Linked DNA regions of Danio rerio: region 1 is linked to region 2. The links are chromatin contacts, called in public HiCAR-type maps. All regions are on one chromosome and are shown on one strand. The core of a region is the stretch at or near the end of the contact, and the rest is flanking DNA. Distances in the headings are between cores, read along the strand shown. Region 1 holds the start of net1 (neuroepithelial cell transforming 1). Region 2 holds the start of asb13a.2 (ankyrin repeat and SOCS box containing 13a, tandem duplicate 2).

The links. HiCAR-type assays count read pairs that join an accessible place to other places.
Region 1: a HiCAR-type map of caudal fin shows a contact between it and region 2, with 3 times the contacts expected there. The contact joins the promoter of net1 here to the promoter of asb13a.2 in region 2. A contact is called at or near these places in 7 of 18 Hi-C or Micro-C datasets (caudal fin, embryo, fibroblasts and 2 more) and 2 of 4 datasets of contacts at active chromatin or transcription factors (caudal fin and embryo).

What each region holds. Positions count from the first base shown.
Region 1 is chr4:12,149,752-12,153,169 of GRCz12tu, forward strand. net1 (neuroepithelial cell transforming 1) reads right to left here and starts at 1,681. Exons shown (of 9, transcript NM_001007767.1): 1 at 1,560-1,681. The coding sequence starts at 1,649. It also overlaps a transcript of asb13a.2 not described here.
Region 2 is chr4:12,052,419-12,055,465 of GRCz12tu, forward strand. It overlaps asb13a.2 (ankyrin repeat and SOCS box containing 13a, tandem duplicate 2), which reads left to right and starts at 1,594. Exons shown (of 7, transcript NM_001126110.1): 1 at 1,594-1,762; 2 at 2,996-3,047. The coding sequence starts at 1,720. It overlaps asb13a.1 (ankyrin repeat and SOCS box containing 13a, tandem duplicate 1), which reads left to right. Exons shown (of 6, transcript NM_001002528.1): 5 at 410-601; 6 at 699-1,276. The coding sequence ends at 844.

The DNA.
Region 1 (3,418 bases), core at 431-2,930, 97 kb after region 2:
AAACCAAGGAACCATTCCATAAGCTGGCAGAGACAGTTGCTGAGCTAATCTATGGCTTAAGTCGCAACTGTGGTCCATGCCTAGCTGGACCTGGCCACCCAGACTCGTCTGCCTCATCCTTCTTTGTTAAGTCATGCAAGTAAACATGAAGACCACATCTGAACCTTCTTCACCGGTGGCCACAAACATAAGATGATGAGGAGACTGACCACAAAGGAAGCAATCAGACCCAAAACTAAATTCAAACACTACCTGTGTGAAACATCAGTGACTCCATTCAAATAATTGCTGTATTGCTGCTGCCCACTGCCTTTTTAGGGAAAATCTGGAATAACAAACACTCCCATTTTTGCTTTCTTTAAATGTGATAGATTATCCAGTGGAAAGAGAAACATAAAGCCAGACAGACAGATAGATTGTGGCAATTTCTAGTTTTGTTGACTCTTAGGGACCCCCTGGGAGAGTCAGATTGGGATAACTTAGCAGGGGTATGCCTCCCCCACAGGAACTCAATTTTAGACTATTGCTGTGTAACAATGTCTGTTTGTTTGCTTGGCTAAACTTCAGGGACAAAATTGTCACTAATAGTTGGCCGTGATCTAAAAATTACTTTCTGTTTGAAGTACAGTTTGTCTTTATCATGTTTAAATAAATCATTATTGTCATGATCATGTTTAAATGAAAAGAATGGCAAATTTATAGTATTGTTTATGCTCTTTTTTCAAAATCCCCGTGACTGACAGGAATATTAAAATTAAAAATATGAATGGCAAGCCATGCATACTATTGCATGGCAATAAAAGTTGATGTAAAAATTAAGGGAACCAAATGAACAGTTTTTCCCTAAAGCAGTGTGCCTCAGCCTTGAGCCACAACTTCCTTAAAATCTCCTGATTCATTCATAAATTGCTACTTCTGCTTTAGCCTTACCGACAATTAAACCCTTTCTGTGTACACTTCTGATTCAGAATAAAAATCACAAATAGGAATAGCAACCTACTGAAGGGAAGTAAGATTAAAGCCTTTGTCCTTTTCGTTCAATGCATTTTAAATGCTCAAAACTGGGCTCTGGCACACCTGGGCTATTGCCATGACACCTATGTTTTTAGACACCTGGAATGCTTTTCATCTCTGCATGCTCTCAAACCTTCAAAAAAGCCCTAAGGAGTTCCTCACACCATTATTATAGGGTTAAATCTTCTGCCCAGGTTTATAGCCAAACAAACAAGTTTAACACTTCCAGTATAGGTGCCGTTAACCCCCACAATGGGTGAGACATTTTTAAAAATTGGTTAAAACATAACCCATTAATTCAATGAGTACATAAGGTAAAACCTTTATCCTGACTGATTTACTCAAAGACTTGGTAAAGTTTCACCTACATTCACACCTTTGAGAAACACACCTGTGGTTCTTACTCCTGCAGTGTGTGTATGAGATAACTAAAGGACAAGGTTCGGAATTCGTTGATCAAGAAATAAAAGAAACTCAAACATGCAGAAAACAAAGAACCAAAAGAAACAAGCCAGAATTTGTGATGAATAGCCTTTGGATCTCACCTCTAGTTCTTTGTACGCCTGGTTCTGGTAGTCTATCTTTTGTAAAGTCCGTTTGATAGGTACCACACAAGGTTCATCGTAAGCCACCATTTCTTTCAGTAAAATCCACTGACTGGTTTCTGTTATTTCCAAGGGTTGACAGTAATCCACAAGTAGTTCTTAAATAAAAGCGTGATGTAACATAACGGGACTGAAAACATCAACGTCCCCCCAACTCGTGATTGTCCGCCTGAGCGGAGCTTCCTAACTTCTAAACACACTGTGTGTGTGTGTGTGTGCTCTAACAATCTCTAACTTTGTTCTAGGGATGTGAGCGGTAGGGAGTGCTCATATAGAGTTTTGAAAGGGTGGAGTTAGAATGTAAGCTCACCAATGGGAAGAGGATGGAGGAGGGATATGTAAAAATCTCTGAACAGACAAAGTCTGAGAAAACCTCACTATCTCTGATACCTCTTATCAACGAAGCAAAACTTTGTCTACCAGATAAAAATAAATCAGAAACATAGTATCAAAACAAAGCTGGAGAGCTGTACATAAAACAAAGCTTGTAAACTTTTTGTAAAAAAAAAAACTTGACAATGCTTTTCATCTTTAAAACTCTGTCATTAAATCTTGTAGATTGAAATCCTAAGAACTGGCGGCTTTCAAAACACATAAACCAGCCAAAACTCTCAAGATTTTCAGCGCAAGCTTTTAAGATAAAATAGAAAGCAAAAAGTCCAGCTTCTGGGTGAGTGAAAGCAAGTCTGCTTCTGTTTGCAATGTGGATTGCTTTATGTCTGTCTTTTGAATTGTATGAAGGGTGTAAAGTACAGGCATATTTGCTTTGAGATCTGCCTAATGAAGAACTGGGTCGTTATCAGTCACTCATCAGCAGGGGAGGGGGGGGGGATCAATTACAATATCAATCAGGGCAGAGGGGGTCACATGCACACAGAGCACTGGTGGTTGTCTGTGTATTGGAAGGTGTGTAAGGAGGTCTGATGTGTCACAAAAAGTTTCAGTGGTCCGAACCAGAAACTGAGCAAGACAAATCCTGCTTAACAAAAGACACTTTTCTCAATCCATTTTTCTCAGCATACACAAAACCGTGCAGCCATTTGGGTGACCAAAAACCTTAGGGGTATTATTAGCAAAAGACTACTGCTGCCTTCCCACACTGTCAGCAGCGGTATTAACTTTTGCAACGCAAATGGACCATCATGAAGTGTCAGCGTGTTTTAAAGATTTGTGTTAAAAAGTGTGAAAAAGGCAGGAGTGCATGCTAAGCAAATGGAGATGAACGATGTGCAGACTCTACGCTAACCCTCCTGTGTCAATACAAGAGTGTGAAACAGGACATGCAGTAGTGTGTGTTTGCATCAGGACACCTTCCACTGCTTAGTGTTAATTACCAATTAGGTGATGATCAGTTTAAAAGATATTCTCAAGTTTCATAACTAATCCGTGACCCATCTTAGCCACAATTACCGTATATTAGACATTCGTAAATTATGAGCCATATTTGGTTATGTGACCGCAACATAATATTCATGTATAACACAACAAGAATATATGTGCTTGAAATTTGAATATCAGTCTAGATAATAGTAGGGTTCCTTCATTACTCATCCTTGGGGAGAAAACTTTCATACTGTTCTCTGTGTGTTTTGATGAGAGGTGTGGTGGCCATATTGCATGAGAGCACAGCTCAGCCTGCACCCCCTGCGGGCTAACACCCCGACACACATGACAGCTGGACATCTGGGTGTGAAGCAAAAACACAGCACTCCTCTTTAGTGTTAAACACACACGAGTGACTCACTTCATGAGGGCCGTGTGTGAGCTTGCCTGACGGGGGGAAATCTGAGCTAACTTGC
Region 2 (3,047 bases), core at 344-2,843:
TAGAGAAATGGAATGTTAAATTAGATAAGTAGGCGTGGCTGTTTTTTTTTTTTTTGGACTGCAAGCTGATTGGATGTATTATATTTAGGGGAAAAGGGTTGTTGTCAAAATTGACAGTTGGAGGGGCGTGGTTATGTATCTTAACCACGGCCGATAGCTCAGACAGAATAATCTGAGAACTGAACTAAAAACAAATAGAAAGCGCATGTTCAGATTTTAATTTTAGATTACAAGGGCAAACTATTTTTTTTCTTAATGCCATTGCTTATATGAATTGTTCCCCACAAAACTAGCAATGTGAGCTTACAAAATCATATTTAATTTGTACTTTAAGCTATCTTATCACATTATAAATTCCACCATTGTGATCTCACTAATTTTGCGATATCTTCTTCTTTTTTTTTCAAAGGTGCAAAAGTGAATGCCACAAAGTTCCATGAGACGGCACTGCATCATGCGGCGAGAGCGGAGAGAGAGGATCTGGTGGAGCTGCTGGTGGAGTTCGGTGGAGATGTCAACATAAGTGATAACTTGGATCATATACCTAGAGACTACACAAAGCCAGATTCTCCTACTAATCTTTGTCTTCTTCAATATGGCAGTATGTTGAAGTTTTGTATGTGGGATATCTTATGAGAAGTCTCGCATTGTTTAATTGACTGTGCATTTGTATTTTATTATTTGTATTATTTTTGTAGGTAACCCTCTGTCTCTGCAGCAGCTGTGTCGTATCATCATAAGGACTATGGTGGGCACCAGAGCAATGGAGCTGATCCCCAAACTAGACATTTCACAGCGCATCATTGATTACCTCATGTTTAAATCATTGATCAGTTCTGAATAGACTTGTGTATTACATTTTGTGGAGTCTTAATTTTGCAAGAGACAGACATCTATTAATTTTAATGGTATCTGGATGCAGCATTTATGATGCAAGCTGAGATTGTGGGGTTTGGTGAGCGCATTAAAAAGCATTGGATGCAACTCAGATTGCACTGCACCGGGTCTGCATCCAGACATCTCTCAATAATTTACTGAAGCTGCTGTTTATTTGATTTAATGCATTAATTTTATTTGAAATTTGGAAGAAATGTTACAGAATACATTATATAATACCACACATATTAACATTTAACCCACATAATATATCCAGAAAAATGTAGGTCTACAGTTTACATATCTGAATATGGTCCTAAGAAGTTGTTTGTATTAATAATACTTCTTCTGAATGTGCCACATTGTCTTATTATAATTATTAATAAATATATGTTATAAATTGTGTCGTAGTTATCAATTAAGAGGCCCTAAAAGCAAATTATATTTGTTAAAATCAAATGTACAACTGCTTTTCACACATATTTAGAACTTTTTGTGATATTTTAACTACCAACCTCTATAAAATGTCTTTTATGCATTAAATATTTATAATGGTATTGAAAAAAATCTTGCTTAGCTTGTATCTGTGACTAATGCACTGGGATTCATTTATTATTTGTCCAAACACTTTTTGTCGACAGCTCTTCACTCGCTATAAACTACAACTCCCAGCATTCACAGTCGAGCGCGTCAAGGACAAACGTCGCGTGTAGTACCAAAACAGAGCAGGTCACGTGATGCATATGCCGCGTTTCTAAACGCAAACAATTCCTGCTGCAATTAGCTAGCTGGCTGACTGTCTTAAGTTTAAATTGTACTGTCTATCAGTTTACTTAAACTGGGATGGAAGTGGAAACAGCAAGACCGTATTTTTTTGGTGACATCGGTAAGTCCAAGAGGAAAGCGTGTCGCCGCAATGTCAGTCAGCGGCGTGTTGTCCCGTTTGTAAACATATTAGAATATTTCACATAATATCCCCGCAAACAATTTTGTATTCAATATACATCTAAACGTAGAAAGCTTGACTAAAACAAGGCTAAACCTGGACTGCCAGTGAAAATCTAACATACGTCTAAGAATAGCCCAAAACTAGACCAGTCGTTTAATAGATTTGAGACTATATGTGTAGTCATTCATTTCTGTTAACTTGATGACTAGTCTAGATATGGCCTTTTTCTTAATGTCAATTAGATTTTCATGGACAGCCCAAATTTAGCATTGTTTTAGTCAAGAGGACTTTGTTTAGACGTCTATTAGACATCAAAAATGCTTGCTGGGATTGCTCTTTAATATGATGTCAACTATAGACCATTTTGGGGGATGTAAACAATAAAAATGGTCCTATTTCCTGCTTTAACGTTATACATATAATTTCCATAGCTTCCAAGAATCCTAAAAGATCCACATATTGACCAATAATGTTAAGATATGATTGAATTTCCTCTTGTTGCAGTTATTAAAATAGTTTGAAAACAAGCAGGACACATTCGTGGACCAATGGCATCACCACATGATTGAAATGGTCTATACTGTTAGCATGACAATAAAATGACATTGAATAACAGTAAGGTCATTACCTATGGTATAAATCCATGATATATATCCTCAATACAGCTTATTCGGTTGTAATTTGAGGGAAATTTATAAATATATACATTCATACACACACATAAACAAACACCATGAAAGCATAACATATAACTAATTAACAGGAAAAATCAAGGCGGCTATCGAAAATATTAGATTAAGTAATGTATAATAATTTTTGCTACACCCTATTTTAATTTAAAATGTGTTATTTTACTTATCTTAAAGATGTTAGGTGATGACTATCTTGAATGAATACAACTAGTTAATAAAACTTTTATAAAAAGGCAGCAAAATATACCGTCTATGTTTACTACATAAATTACTATTTATTACATTTTACTTGAAGTAAATAAAAAAGGTTGTCTTTCCATATCTGGCTTATATATTGATGCTTAACCATCAAGTTTTACCTCATAAACTAAAAGTAGTATTACAACAGTGTATCATTCATAAATAATGCAGTTAAATATTCTCTTGTGTTAATGGTGTTTGTGTGTTGTTATGTTGTTATGTATGTTATGTGTTTTAGGTTTCTGGGCCGAGAGAACGGAGGTTCACAAGGCTGCGTATGAGGGTGAGGT